Linked DNA regions of Mus musculus: all the other regions are linked to region 5. A link is a contact called in public Hi-C and HiChIP or PLAC-seq data. All regions are on one chromosome and are shown on one strand. The core of a region is the stretch at or near the end of the contact, and the rest is flanking DNA. Distances in the headings are between cores, read along the strand shown. Region 1 overlaps Oit3 (oncoprotein induced transcript 3). Region 2 overlaps Mcu (mitochondrial calcium uniporter). Region 3 overlaps Mcu (mitochondrial calcium uniporter). Region 4 overlaps Chst3 (carbohydrate sulfotransferase 3). Region 5 holds the start of Dnajb12 (DnaJ heat shock protein family (Hsp40) member B12).

Region 1 (2,700 bases), core at 15-2,514, 450 kb before region 5:
TGCTTTCTCCTCCGTGCAATCTGCACTCTTGGCTCTTCTCCAGGAAAGGGCTTGAAGCAGGTCAATGAATACAGCCAGGATCCCTAACTCCCAAGATGATGGTCAGTGATGCTCCTCAAATCATATTCTTTGGGCAGGGAATAGTGTGGTTAAGCCTCTGTCCAAAGCCTGTCCTAAGGGTGGCTGGCATGACTCCACGGGATGAGACATCCTAAGGATGGACTTTAGCGCCCTCACAATTCACTTGCAGCACAGCTGGAAGATGCCGCTGACATAGGATTAAATGGCACAGCAAAGCTGCTGTGTTTTGACATTAGTTACTGCCCCATTAAACAGGCATAAACAGTGTTCCCGCACTCCAGAAGCCTTCCCAATTGTCCTCGAGCTACTCAGCCAACTGTAAACTCAGACTATAAATTCCACTTTAACTTAATATGAAGAAGAGGTCACTTTTCTGTGGCCTTCCTAAGTCCATGTTCTCTCACCCTGCAAACACCCCGAAGGACACTAGGTACTGTCAGAGTCCCCATCTGTGAGCATACATCTCAGCATCGAGACGTACAAAGAAATCAGACACTGGTGCTCGGTCCGAGTTTGCTGGGTGATGGGATGAATAGCCCAGTCACCAAGAACTGGGGAACAGTTCTCAGGACACTATTGATGATGGGGAAGAATTCGCCATTCATCATTATTCAAGCTAGGCTTGGCCCCTGGAATCCTGCTGAATAAGTCAATACTTCTAACTGAGTAGCAGTTGCACTGTTGGCTGTAGAAATCAGAGACTGACTCAGGCAATCAGCGAAGGAGCGTTAGCTTTTCTGGACTTTAAAAAGAGAGAGCGTTCCCCACTCCTGTCTGTTTATGAGACAAGGTCTGACTGGGTAGCTCCGGTTGACTTTGCTTTCTTAGGCAGGGCTCTAGCCTCCATCACCCAAGTGCTGGGATTACAGATTGAACCGGCACACCCTGGGGGTGGGGGAGGGGGAGGGAGGGAGGGGGAGGGAGAGGGGATTCTCTGTTGAACCATTCCTGACTGCTGACTCAGGGGACACTTGGTGCTCAGAGGGACAGGGTTCTGAAAGATAAGAATCTTACAGTCTGGAAGGAGAGAAGGCAAAGGTGGGAGGGAGGGACCTCCTGTGATTCAGAAGGGATTCAACCCTTGCCCTACCTTGGCAAGTGTGATTATCTTCAGACAGCACCAAGCCCCGGGGACATTCACACTGATAGCCCTCCTCAGACCCAAGGCAGGAATGGCTGCAGCCACCATTGTTGTTGTGACAACCTTCGATGTCTGCAGAGGGAAGTGGCAAAGATAAGAGTCCCGTCCTGTAACCCGTTTCTGCGGAAATTTCAGCATTAGTCACCAGAGATTATTCTTAACTCATGACACAGTCTCCTGTGCTCTAATGTGGTAACTGGTGACTAGGCAAACCCACAAAAATGTTCACTAAATGTTATGACTGCCAAGAGTAATGCACCGTCCTCAGCAACAGCTACTGAAGCTCTCCGGACATCTGTAGTGTCTTTCTAGTTTTCTTATGATTAGAATGAGGTCATAAATATGTATAAGGCTCAAAGCCATTGCTTAACTGTTGTAATAAATGTACACATAAGTTAAAATTTTAGAGACCTATTGATGGCTGAAAAGGGATTGAGTAAAAGTTCTGGACCTGCTGGCTGGGTCAGCGTTGCTGCAGAGCAGTTGGATCATTGGCCCCTCTCCTAGACTCTCTAGGAATAAGAGCACCAGATATAGAAGGTCTTTGTAGGCTACGGGGCTGGAGAAATAGCTCAGTTACAGCGTTTGCCTACCATTGCCAAGGCCCCAGGTTCCGCCCCTGCTCCAGCATGTCAATGACCACAACCTTAATCCCCAAAATGACTTTTGTGGGACTTGGACTTATCTTTTAGGTTGAGGGCTGTCAGATCCCAATCTGCTACATGGTGTCTAAATGAAGGTTTATTAGCACGCATAGGCATGACTGTTTGCAGATCATGATGGTCTATGGTTATTTTATTTATTTACTTTTCACTACAAGGGCAGAACTGGGTAGTTCTGATTGATTCTGGATGGTCCACACAGTATTTACAAAACTGGCCTTTATGCCAAAGTTTTGTGCTCTTTTCTAAGAAGATGGAAGGAAATGTTTCAGATTATCTAACATGCTCAGGGAGAGATGGAATCTGATGCCTAAGGGTGCTTAGGAAAAACAGGTTAGTGGGTCATCAGTAAGTTGACGTAGTATATCAGTACTTGGGCAATGGAAGTGACTAAAGTTGTAATGAATTAATCTTCATTACCTGCTTAGAAGCCCACCTATAACAATTAAAAGAATTTATGTAGTGTGTGTGTGTGTGTGTGTGTATGCAACCATGTGTGTATAGAACCGTGACAGTTTGTGTGTGTGCATGTGTGTATAACAAAGACAGTGTGTGTGTGTGTGTGTGTGTGTGTGTGTGTGTGCATTGTGCAACTGTGTGTACAGGAAAACCACAGTGTGTGTCTGTGCATGCTTGCCTGTGTGTGCCTGTGTGCCTGTGTGTACATGTGTGTGTGTGTGTGTGTGTATAGCAAAGCCACAGTGTGTGGAGGTCAGAGGACAACTTGTGGGTTCAATTTTCTCCCTCTACCTTGTGGGACCCAGGGATCAAACTCAGGTCCTCAGGTTTGGTGGCAAACCCTTACCTGCTTCGACA
Region 2 (2,700 bases), core at 80-2,579, 300 kb before region 5:
GCATAACATCTCCTTCTTTAAAAAAATTGTGTGTGTGTGTGTGTGTGTGTGTGTGTGTGTGTGTTTAATGTATACTTTTTTTTTTTTTCAGGAAGGGTGTCATGTAGCCCAGGCTAACCTCAACCTCCTATTGCTACTGCTCCTGCCTTTTAAGATCTGGGATTTCAGGCAAGTGCTACCAGGCCTGGCTCTGAAATTTGAAAGCGTCCTAGGGACACATAAAAAAATCTGAAAATTGATCTGGGGTAAACACTTTTATTCCATCTCTCAGCCTGCTTGCCCATCCTGTGCATCTGCAGCAATGCCAGGACCACTGAACCTCTTAACTAAACAGGAAGAGCTGCTAATAATGATTTTCATAAGACCTACAAACACTCAATGTGCCCCGCATTCTAGCACATTGGTGACGTTCACACCAATCTGCTGCTTGCCAGACTCATCTTTTTAGTTTTCAAATTCCACGTCAAGTAACAATAAAGCCCCCTAAAATTTTTAAGTAAAATTGAGAGGCCTGAGCCACTTAAATAACCCCAAATCCTAAACTAACACTTAGTAAGATTAACAGTGGAGGAAGAGGGTGTGGCTTGGGGTTGGTTCCATTTACAACCTATTGACTGAAGTATCTTAGCAACACTTTCCCTAAACACTCCCAGAAGGCAAGAGTGGGTCAGAGTCCCGCTTACTCAATATGCATTAAGGGGCCAGCCCTTGGTCTCTGAGGATGTAACAGAAGCCATCTGAGGGACAGCAAAGATGTCTGCTTTAGCAGGAAACATTTTCACGAGAGATAGCAGCCTTTTCTCCCACTCGCTTCCTTTTAGAACTAGCATCCTCTGACATTACAGCCATGCTAGGCAGCAGCAGTCAGGGAGGAAATGAATCACAGAAATTAGTCAGGATTTCCTATTTAGTTACTTAATAATCCAAACCCGGAGGCAGGAGGTAACCCTGAGCAAGCAGAGCGATCTGCCAAAGCCAGGCTTTTTCTAGCACTTAAACAAGCTAAAGGCAAAAGGGAAACGCGCATATCCAAACCCAACGTCCACGTGTGCACTTGGGTCTGAAAGCACATGTAGGCACACACAAGAGGATGTGTCTTCCTGCCCACCACAAAGGCTGATGGCTGACATTCTTGGAAGACAGGCTAACAGGAGAGAGGCAGAACATGTATATTTCATCATAATTTTACAGAATTGAAGACCCAAAGACCAAACGAGAACCACACATTTTTTTTTTAGGCTTAGGTTTGCTGACTCACAGACAGCCATGTTGAGTTATGAGTAGACCAAAAGGTATGACGGAAGGCTAAAGACCACAGCCTGCCCAGATGTTTCTTTTCCTCCCTGTGTAGTACTTTGCCCTCCCAAGGCTGGGACAAGACCGCTGTGAGCTGGTCTACATGGCCTTATCTTTATGGCTAGCAGAAGGACAGATCAGCAGGGGAAGATTAAGGTAATATTTGTAGGTTTTATGGCTGGCTTTGGAAGAAAGGGCTCTGGTTTCTGTGACCTCGCTTGGGGAGGAGGAATGAATTCTAGTTTCTGTGCTTTGCCTTGGGAGAGAATGAGGGAGGGATGACACACAGGAAAAAGACAGGAAATGAGCGAGAAACCTTCGCACACTGTTTTCTGAGCTCCAGCATATGAAAAGGCTGATACACCTAGAGATTTCTAGTCACTGACTATGGTTTGGATTGTTTTTTTTTAGGAACTTCGAGGAACAAGCTGTGTGTTTCTGTTGGTACACAGGTTTTTAGAGACACGGTCTCATGAAACCCAGGCTTACTACTGAGCTGAGGGTAACTTTGAACTTCTGATTTGCCCGTCTCATTTTCTGCAGGACTATGGGCAACACCAAGCCTACTTTATGCCAGGCAGGACATTGAATCCAGAGCTAGGCAAACTCTGGGATATATCCTCAGACCTAAGTTCTTTATGTTGTAACTGTTTTAAAGTATTATTGTTTATTTGCAAAACAAGAGCATTGCTTTACAACTGTTTTTTTATAGAGTAATATATATTCACTATAAAAGCTAAAATTGCATGCAGACATACATAACAGAAAATGACTTTTCTGCAGTCCCATTAACTATAAATGCTTTAAACTCAAAACTGTGTCATGTTCTATTATTATAAACTCTCAAACGTGCAGGATTCACAAGGTATTATGCAGACTCAAGCACATTCTCTGCCTCTGCTGGGAAACTATTGGTGTTAAAACAGTCTAGCAATGCACAGCACACACTCGTCACAGCTGGTGCTTATAAGTCCTGTGACTAAGACCTGAGTACCAAGGCAGACCACTAAGTTCTGAATCTAATAGTGAGTGGCTACTACCTTCCTATAAAATTATCCTCTTTTTTTCTTCTAAATACACAAATTCTAAATATTTAATCCTTAAAATATACTGGTACCCAGCCATGGATACAGTGCGGCAGCTGGATCACAGTCCATGTTCAGTATGTTATACTTCTCTTAATAGAGGCCAAGTTGGTCTGTGGTCTCACTGTCATAGGAGATGTGAGGAGGACACTCACATGTCATTGTCAGATGTTTGTCACATTGCAACTGAACCACGTCACATTCCTTTACAGTTACAGTACCGTGTGAGGATCACACATGGAATTTGACATCAGTGATTTCCACAGCTTGATGAATACAGTCTATCCAATAACTAGTGTCAATCTCTATTTGGAAAATG
Region 3 (2,700 bases), core at 163-2,662, 320 kb before region 5:
CTCCCATGAAACCTATGTATATAGGTGTGAAAAAAATAAAAATCTACATTCTCAGACTAATGACTCGGCTAAGCAGATAAAGGTGCCTGCCACAAAGCCAGATGACCTAAGCTTGACTCCTGGGACCCACATAGGAAGCAGAGACCTGAGTTTCTCAAAGCTGACCTCTACCTCTGTCTGTGTGTTAGAACACACGTGTGTCACCCCCTTATCCCCACCACCACCAATAACAACAACAAAGAATGTAAAAAAAAAATCTGAATTCTGTAGCTTCATATCTGACACGCTTTAATATTGCATATTATCATGGGAACTTATTTTTACTTCCGTTAGTTCTAAGAAACAACAAGAACTACCTTATTTATCCACAGAGCTTTGCACTTGGGTCTCCTAAGTATCAAATAAAACAAATTAGTATTCGAGGTTCATCTCTTGAATCAGGATTTAGAAATATTCAGGAGTACTAAAATGCCACTTTATAACCCTCTAAAATTGACATTACCTACCCTTTTTAATAGGCAAAGTCAATACTATGGCGCACATCCTATCAATTATCCCGGCTTGGTGTGCATGTGGAAACATACAGTTTGTGCCCATCGCTGTGCTAATTACATCAATATAAGCAGTGAAGAATCTGTAACCACCCATGCAGTTGGTTCTCTATATTTTCTCGCCCTTGGAGGTGCACTGGGAAGAATGGAGAGTCAGAGGATCCTGCTGCAGATTCATTTACACAGTTTATAAATCACAGAGATGCGAATTCTGAAGGCAGATCATTAGTAAGAAGTAAACTGCACAAATCAACATTTATATAGTTTAGTCTCCTCATCAAAATGGAATTTGGGAAAAGTCAGTCTTCCAGATGACACAGAACTTTCAAGGGCAGCAGGCAAGGACAATGGCTACTGTATAATATCAAAAGCACTGGAGATGCAGCTCGGTGGTGGAGCATCTGCATAGCGTGTGTAAGGTGTGAGTTCAGTACCTGGCAGTACACTAAAATCAAATCACAAGTGGAGCCGTGTTATAGAGCTAGACAAGGTTCTCTGGCCACAAATGACTCCATCATCTTAGTATCTTAACACCCCTCCTCCATGAAGACAGTCTGTAAGCCGTGCCTGGCCTGGATGTCTTCCTACCAATGGCTACTTCCATTCTGTAGGACACAGAGTAAAAAGATTCAGACTCATTTTGTGATTTAAAATGGGTTCCATATTAAACCTGGAGGCTTTTAGGGAATGTCATCTCAGGATGGGATCCCTGGTGTGCTGATTGCTTCACACTGAGAACACTTGGAGGCCAGCCAGTGCAAAAAGAAGCTTTTCTCAGAAATTCCAGGAGGGTGGAACACCTTTCAGGCACAGCAGGGGCATTACCATGATAATCAGAGCGGCTATGAGGACCTCCCAAGATCCGGCCTGTTTTCTCCCAAAAGAGGGTACAGATAGGTTCGTGAACCTCACCTGAGACTCCAGCCACTCCACCATCCCCATGTCCTCTCCTCTACCCCAAGTTGTATATAATTCTGTCCTGCTGGATATGTTCTTGGATGGAACAAGCGGTCACCAGTTGAGAAAGTTTAACCAAGAGTGGACTCTCCGTAACTTTTGGCAAGTCCTGCCTCTGCTGGGTGGGGCTTTCCAGTGATGTAGCTCTCTTAAGTCACCCACACACAGTCCTGTAGGTAACCCCTCTCCTCCAGTACAAAAGCTTGGGGCTGGCAAGCATAGGGAATGGTTCAGCGACTCCACTTGGTCTGGGCTAGGCACACAGGCCTCTGCTAATACTGCACTTGGCAACCTGAAGGCCTTACCTGCAGGTACTGCACAAACACAGCCCTCTCCAAACATGGAATACATTTCTCATACTGAACATCAAATCTGAGACAGAACACTCTGTTCGGCTATGAAAATGAGATCAACCAAACTAGTTTTGGTACACGAGCAATAAGTAAACTATGCTGGTGTAAGTGAAGTTTTAGAAAGAACCCACTATTTGCTGTCTTATGTCTGAGTGAGATTAGGTATACATGTGATAAAAAAAAAAGCCAGATGCATTATGGGAAATTCACAGTAAAGAAATAGATACATAATGCAATCTATCAAAGATAGAGAACCACCCAAAGGATGCCCCGAGTGACTAAACGGCAAACGGCTCCCTTTCCCCTTTTTTTGGTCCCATTCGGAGAAGCCACAGACATTTGGGGCCTTGAGAACCTTAGCCCATGGGATCTGTTGTCAGTCTTGAGAGTGTGTTCCTGTCTAATCTATACTTGCTTCACTGTGAATACAATGTTATTGTCACTTTTGTCATCTAGGTAACACATTATTTCAACTCTTTGAATAAAGAGGCCCTAGGCCTGGACTCAATAAAGTCAGTGGATGAACTTGGGTGGAATGTGTCTCTGGTCTGTTGCTGATGCACCTATCTGGCTTGGGTGAACAGACATTTGTTAGCCTCAAGAAAAGCTCAGCTGGGGCTGGAGAGATGGCTCAGCTGTTAAGAGCACTATTCTAGAGGTCCTGAGTTCAATTCCCAGCAACCACATGATGGCTCACAACCATCTGTAATGGGATCTGATGCCCTCTTATGGCGTGTCTGAAGACAGCTACAGTGTACTCATTATACATATAAAATAAATAAAATCTTAAAAAAAAAAAAAAGAAAGAAAGAAAGAAAGAAAGAAAGAAAAGAAGAAAA
Region 4 (2,700 bases), core at 140-2,639, 310 kb after region 5:
CCTAGCATCTGGAGCCCCAAGCTCGATCCCAGGCACACAGTCAGGTTTGGGAGTTGGGCTCCTCTGATGACAAGCTTTCCCATCTTCCCTTCCCCACCTCTTCCAGTGGCTTTATATTTTGAAGTCATTAACCCAGCCTCCTCTCCCTCACAGAAATGCAGGGTTCCCAAGCACTGCCAGGAAGAAGGAAGACTGAATACTGGTATGGCGTGAGCAGACTGGCAGCTCTGTCACCCATCCCTGGTTGGATGTCCCCTCTGCAGCCTTGAGAGGCCCAAGGCCAGGTGACTATCCAGGAGAGGGAGGAATGCGTGAGGACCCCAAAGCCAGGAGTTCACAGGGCCAAGAAAGGCGAAGAGGGCCCCGGAATGGGACTCACTGGGCAGAGACTGTGGCAGAGCTTGCCCTGCAGGACGCCCTGTGTAAGAAGTGGGCTATAACATGGTTGAAACTTCATGCTACTTCTCTTCCAGGGTTGGCAAGCACATGCTGGTCCTGAGATCCTTGCCTGGCTGGAAATCCCTGCTGCCTCTTCCCTTGATGGCCTTCCCAGCATCCTCTACTCCATGGCTCTCAACTCCCCAGCCCCACTGCCAAGGTGCCACTAAAGGCCAGCCTGCTAACATGTCCTTGTCAGTGCTGAAAGATGCCAGGACCTCATGCCCAACCCAGCTCTGCCTGGGCACAGCCTGCTGGGTACAAACACCAGGAGCAGTAAAAGAAGATGTCGGCCGGGCTGAGGTTCTCCATGGACACTTCTATTTGGTGAGGGCCACTGTGCGTCTGGCCCTAGCGATGTTGGGAGCCACAAGAGGGAGCAGCATCCAGCCTTGCCGTCTGGGAGGTGGCAGTGGGTATAAGCTGGGAAACATTCTCATAAGCCACTCATAGTAATCAGCCGCACAGTTCTCAAGAGGATCATCCTCCTGCCTCATATTTCTCTCTGGCCTTTGTGTCTCAGTCCTCTCGTTCTGCAATATCCTTTTTTCCCTTAAAAACACCCTGGGGGAGTCCTCAGTCACCTTCTGTGAGAGGGTGGCCCTTGCTACATTTCAACCTGGGGACTGCATGGTGTGCCCCTCCCTCTTCCTCTCCTGCGCTCTGGCCGTTCTCTACTAAAGCTTCCTCTGGGATTCCCTGGGGGTGCGCTCTTCCCTCACTCTTCTTAGGCGATGGTGGCCTCCTTTTCACGCATCTCACTCCTCTCTTCTGGTCCATCAGCACAGCTGAGTCTTCTGGTTCGCATTCCGTCCACATTCCTCTCCCAAACTCTCCCCGTCTCCAACACACGGGGGCGCCTACGAGCACCTTAACTCAGATACGCGAACGCGGTCCTGATGTCGAGAGCGTCTTAGACACCCAGCCCAGTACTCCGGGTGACTCTAGCTGCTGAAAACCCTTCGTGCACAACTCAGAGCAGAACACAAGCCCTCCAAGGCCCTGGGGATGGGAGCCACACCTCATTCCCAGCCTTTATGGGCACCATCTGACCCCAGCCCTTCCCACTATTCCCCACCCGGGGGCGCATCCTTTCTGGTCTCAGCACTGGAGTTCGTTCTATTTAACATGTGCCCAAGACCATTCTTCTTCTTTCAATAGAGCCCAGAGAAGCCAAAAAAATCCCTATTCCTCCTGTGCTGACTTAGCATCCAGAGCTCCAAGTCCTTCCCTGAGCCCCTCCATCACTTTCTCTTTTTCATATGCTTATTTTCCTGGATGCAAACGTTCTTTTCCACTGGGTCAATGATTTTGTGTAACAGGTGAGACTGGATAGAGAGACAGGAAAGTCAAGGGGATGTGAGAAGTGGAAAAGGCCCCTCCCCCACGCGATCTAATTTAGGTTCTTCATTCACCCAACTGATAAAATCAGTACAGATTGCTCCAGGGGCAAGACCCATTTTTCTAAGATATCTCAAAGGTGTTATAAACAACAAATGAGCCATGCTTGCTAAAGAACACGGCTGTAGACCTTTGTAACTTATCCACACTCCTGACCACCACAGAACACCTTACAATTCATTTCATTAAACAAATTAAAATTGTTTAAAATTAAAAAAAAAAAAGCCAAGCAGACTGGAGAGATGGCTCTATAGTTAAGAGCACTGACTGTTCTTCCAGCAGTCCTGAGTTCAATTCTCAGCAACCACATGGTAGCTCACAACCATCTGTAATGGGGTCTGATAACCTCTTTTGGTGTGTCTGAAGAGAGCAACAGTGTACTCACATTAAATAAACAAACAAACAAATAAATAAGTAAATCTTAAAAAAAAAAAGCCAGGCATGGTGGCACATATTTTTAATCCCAGCATTCAGGAAGCAGAGAAACAGGTGGATCTCTGAGTTCATGGTCAGCCTGATCTACTGAGCTAATGCCAGAATAGTCAGGACTACACAGAGAAACCCTGTTTCAAAAAGCCAAGAAAGAAAGAAAAAGAGAGAGAGAGAGAGAGAGAGAGAGAGAGAGAGAGAGAGAGAGAGAGAAGAAGAAGAAGAAGAAGAAGAAGAAGAAGAAGAAGAAGAAGAAGAAGAAGAAGAAGAGAGGAAGGAAGGAAGGAAGGAAGGAAAAGAAAATTACATCCTTTGGATACTATAGCATAAAGTCATGAAATCATATGTTTCTGATAAGACACTGAACCTAGTCTCTCTCTCTCTGACTGTCCTTGCTTAGACTCCCGTGTGTGCTCCCGTGGTTTCTCTCAT
Region 5 (2,700 bases), core at 190-2,689:
TCCCTCCGTCTTCCCTACACCGTATGGTTGCACAATCCCGATTGCCATTCCCATCGCCAATACATCCTCCCTATATCAAACATCTAATATTCAAACTTCTCAGAGGGAGTTCCGACCCAGCTAAGTCTCCATGGCAGTTCTCCCAACACTCACCCCTCCTCTTCCCCTGCCCACCTCCTTTCCAACCCTGCTCCATCCCTCCCTCTACCCCTGTGACTATTTCATTTCCTCTTCTCAGTGAGATTCAAACATCCTTTCCTGGGCTCTTTTTGTTACTTAGCTTCTTTGGGTCTGTGGATTGTAGAATGGTTATCCTGTACTCTATCTATGGCTATAATCTACTTATAAGTGAGATACCATGTTTGTTTTTCTGAGTGTGGATTATCTCACTCGGATGATCTTTTCTAGTTGTGTGTGTGTGTGTGTGTGTGTTTATATGTTTTATATGTTTATGTTATATATTTATGCTTTATATATATGTATATGTGTGTGTATCTGCAACTCGATGAATATATATTCACCGAGTCTCACTTGATTATAACAGCTGCTCTTTAACTTTTGTTTGTGTCTGTTTCTCGAGACAGAGTTTCTCTTTGTACCTTTGGCTGTCCTGGAACTCACTTTGTAGACCAGGTTGGCCTTGAACTCAGAGTCCTTCTGCTTCCCAAGGGCTGGGATTGAAGGCTTACACCACCATCGCATTGCACCCTTTAACATTCATTTGGTTTATTGTAGTTTCTTGTGAAAGACCATAGTGCAAGGGCTAAGAAATAGCCAGGAGATTTAGCCTAGTGGAAGTCATTGGCAACCTTCACTAAGTTGCTGTCACTTAAGTGGGAGGTAGGCTGAGCTGCATCCTGACTGGTGTGACTCTGTAGTGACTCCTGTAAACTCCTCCTTAATCCCCGCAATAACTCACAACGAAAATCCTTATGCGGAGCCTTTCCATCTGTTATTTCCTCCAGTCGAACCACCCTTCCTCCAATCACATGTTCCTGTTTCTTTAGAGTTCAGAGCCTGTAAAATGAGTTTCTGATATATTAAGCTATCTTAAATGGTAGCCCTCCCTTCCATCCCTCTACTTTTCGATATTTGCCTTGACTGTGTCACTATCTGAATGTTTCCGTTTACTTGACTTCTCCCCACCCACGAAAGCTCTGTGAGGACACGGTTTTGTTTTGATACCACTGCCACATCAGACAGCAGCGTCTGACAATCGGTAAACATCTGTACGATTCACAGATAGTCGGACTGGAACGCAGAGGCTACCACCCGAACGTGCGCGCACACTCAACTTCAGCATTTGCGCTCTAGAGCGCCCGCGCGTTCTAGCGCCTCCGAACCGAACGCCCCTTTCTTAGGAGACATACGGTAGGGCTTCCGCCCGGGTTCAACCCTCACTCAAATCCCGGGAAGGAGGGGCGGAGGGTTATGTCATCCTTCCGCGCCGGCCTGCCCCGCGACGCGCCGGCGGCTGGCGCAGCCCTTCGCTCGCCCGGCCTCCCCCTCCCTGGTTCCGTGCTCGGGTTCCGCCATGGAATCCAACAAGGATGAAGCCGAGCGCTGTATCAGCATCGCCCTCAAGGCCATCCAAAGCAACCAGCCCGAGCGGGCGCTGCGCTTCCTGGAGAAGGCGCAGCGGCTCTACCCGACGCCACGAGTCAGCGGTGAGTGGGAGGCGCCGCAGGGACCGAAGGGGGCATTAGCACGGATCGGGGGACCACGGGAACGGACCGACGGGAGCAGTTGGCGGAGGGGGGAGGGGTGGCGAGGCGCGGCTACGCCTGCGCACTGGCGCGCGCGGGTGCTGCTGGGATTCGTAGTCCAGCGGTGCCGCGGTCTCTAGGATGCTGGCCCCCTGGAGACCCCCGAGGGCCCGGCTCCCAACCCCTTCCCAGTGCTTGTGGAGGCCTCTGGAATGTGAGGTTTCTGGGAAGGAGACGCGCTGGGAGACCCGGTGAAGAGGACTCTTGTGGACGCGAAAGCGAACTACTTCTCCCAGAGGGCTGTTCGGTGGCTCAGGGCCACTGGCCGGCCTGGGAAATATTATAGTTCAGGAAAATAAACATAACTATTCTAAGGGAGAATGGGTTCTAGAGAGGGAAGGAATTCATTCGCTCCAATCAGAGAACCCTTAGCGAAATAAGACATTCCAACTCGCAGTCCTTCCTGCAGTCTCTTGAAAGCGGTGTTTCGGAGTGGATGGATTGTTGAAGATCCCAGTGTCAGCCACCCTATCCCACCTTCTTCCTCAGCAAGCCCGGGTGGCGGGTCTTATGGACTGCTACGGCTGCTGAGCTCCAGGTAGCTAATAGCCTAGGTCTGAGACCTCCCAACCCAGGGAGGGAATAGTGATCTTGTCTTCGCTACCCAATCGTCTCACTTTACCTGGTAACCTCCCCCTCATTTTTGCGTTTGTAACCGAAGTGACCAAAGAAAATTTTAATACCAGCTGGGAAGGAGAAAGACACAGGATTTGTTTCTGTGGAGTTAGTAAACTCTCTGACATGTAGCAGACTTTCAGAATTAAGAGACCCACATCTCATCGTGAGCTTGGGTTTCCCCATCTGGAAGTTCAGGAAGTTGGAACAGATAATGTATATAAACAAGAATACCCATAGTGCTTTTCTGTGTAGAAAGTTCTTTCTCGTGTGTTTTGCCACCTGATCCTGTAAAGTCAGGAAGACAGAACACCACCCT

Evidence for each region. Hi-C and Micro-C count contacts between places; a contact is called where the count stands out from the background. HiChIP or PLAC-seq counts read pairs in DNA pulled down with a chosen protein or histone mark.
Region 1: a Hi-C map of bone marrow-derived macrophages shows a contact between it and region 5, with 28 read pairs. The contact joins the enhancer-like site here to the promoter of Dnajb12 in region 5. A contact is called at or near these places in 12 of 39 promoter capture datasets (the 3T3-L1 cell line, the HPC-7 cell line, cranial neural crest and 8 more), 2 of 484 Hi-C or Micro-C datasets (bone marrow-derived macrophages and nephron progenitors), 16 of 115 datasets of contacts at active chromatin or transcription factors (bone marrow-derived macrophages, effector CD8 T cells, embryonic basal ganglia and 12 more) and 2 of 9 other capture datasets (adipose tissue and liver).
Region 2: an H3K4me3 HiChIP or PLAC-seq map of bone marrow-derived macrophages shows a contact between it and region 5, with 4 times the contacts expected there. The contact joins the enhancer-like site here to the promoter of Dnajb12 in region 5. A contact is called at or near these places in 8 of 39 promoter capture datasets (the 3T3-L1 cell line, the HPC-7 cell line, cranial neural crest and 3 more), 1 of 484 Hi-C or Micro-C datasets (nephron progenitors), 11 of 115 datasets of contacts at active chromatin or transcription factors (the NIH/3T3 cell line, acute myeloid leukemia, bone marrow-derived macrophages and 5 more) and 2 of 9 other capture datasets (adipose tissue and liver).
Region 3: an H3K4me3 HiChIP or PLAC-seq map of embryonic stem cells shows a contact between it and region 5, with 11 read pairs. The contact joins the enhancer-like site here to the promoter of Dnajb12 in region 5. A contact is called at or near these places in 5 of 39 promoter capture datasets (cranial neural crest, embryonic stem cells, hippocampal neurons and 1 more), 6 of 115 datasets of contacts at active chromatin or transcription factors (all in embryonic stem cells) and 2 of 9 other capture datasets (adipose tissue and liver).
Region 4: a contact with region 5 is called in a Hi-C map of B cells, with 6 read pairs. The contact joins the enhancer-like site here to the promoter of Dnajb12 in region 5. A contact is called at or near these places in 2 of 39 promoter capture datasets (the C10 cell line and pre-B cells), 1 of 15 datasets of contacts at CTCF or cohesin (large pre-B cells), 9 of 484 Hi-C or Micro-C datasets (B cells, the HL-1 cell line, cerebral cortex and 6 more), 5 of 115 datasets of contacts at active chromatin or transcription factors (bone marrow-derived dendritic cells, craniofacial prominence, embryonic limb bud and 2 more) and 1 of 9 other capture datasets (pancreatic islet).

The regions. Positions count from the first base shown.
Region 1 is chr10:59,429,722-59,432,421 of GRCm38.p6, forward strand. Oit3 (oncoprotein induced transcript 3) reads right to left here. Exons shown (of 9, transcript NM_010959.2): 5 at 1,172-1,294. Among named protein-coding and RNA genes, the nearest start is that of Gm36318, 11 kb to the right of the region's middle. Within about 2 kb of position 1,265, at least 127 of the 459 cell types and tissues checked have an H3K27ac peak or open chromatin away from gene starts, as enhancers often do. A contact at or near this core is called in the HPC-7 cell line, bone marrow-derived macrophages, effector CD8 T cells and 3 more, where this site is marked.
Region 2 is chr10:59,577,327-59,580,026 of GRCm38.p6, forward strand. The region is part of intron 1 of Mcu (mitochondrial calcium uniporter); the gene reads right to left. It overlaps Gm40671 (a long non-coding RNA gene), which reads left to right. Exons shown (of 2, transcript XR_871744.3): 1 at 1-1,452. Among named protein-coding and RNA genes, the nearest start is that of Gm40671, 3.2 kb to the left of the region's middle. Within about 2 kb of position 1,330, at least 219 of the 459 cell types and tissues checked have an H3K27ac peak or open chromatin away from gene starts, as enhancers often do. A contact at or near this core is called in the HPC-7 cell line, the NIH/3T3 cell line, acute myeloid leukemia and 7 more, where this site is marked.
Region 3 is chr10:59,557,434-59,560,133 of GRCm38.p6, forward strand. The region is part of intron 1 of Mcu (mitochondrial calcium uniporter); the gene reads right to left. Among named protein-coding and RNA genes, the nearest start is that of Gm40671, 17 kb to the right of the region's middle. Within about 2 kb of position 1,413, at least 11 of the 459 cell types and tissues checked have an H3K27ac peak or open chromatin away from gene starts, as enhancers often do. A contact at or near this core is called in embryonic stem cells, where this site is marked.
Region 4 is chr10:60,190,587-60,193,286 of GRCm38.p6, forward strand. The region is part of intron 2 of Chst3 (carbohydrate sulfotransferase 3); the gene reads right to left. Among named protein-coding and RNA genes, the nearest start is that of Chst3, 27 kb to the right of the region's middle. Within about 2 kb of position 1,390, at least 55 of the 459 cell types and tissues checked have an H3K27ac peak or open chromatin away from gene starts, as enhancers often do. A contact at or near this core is called in B cells, cerebral cortex, cortical neurons and 2 more, where this site is marked.
Region 5 is chr10:59,878,144-59,880,843 of GRCm38.p6, forward strand. It overlaps Dnajb12 (DnaJ heat shock protein family (Hsp40) member B12), which reads left to right and starts at 1,440. Exons shown (of 9, transcript NM_019965.3): 1 at 1,440-1,667. The coding sequence starts at 1,535.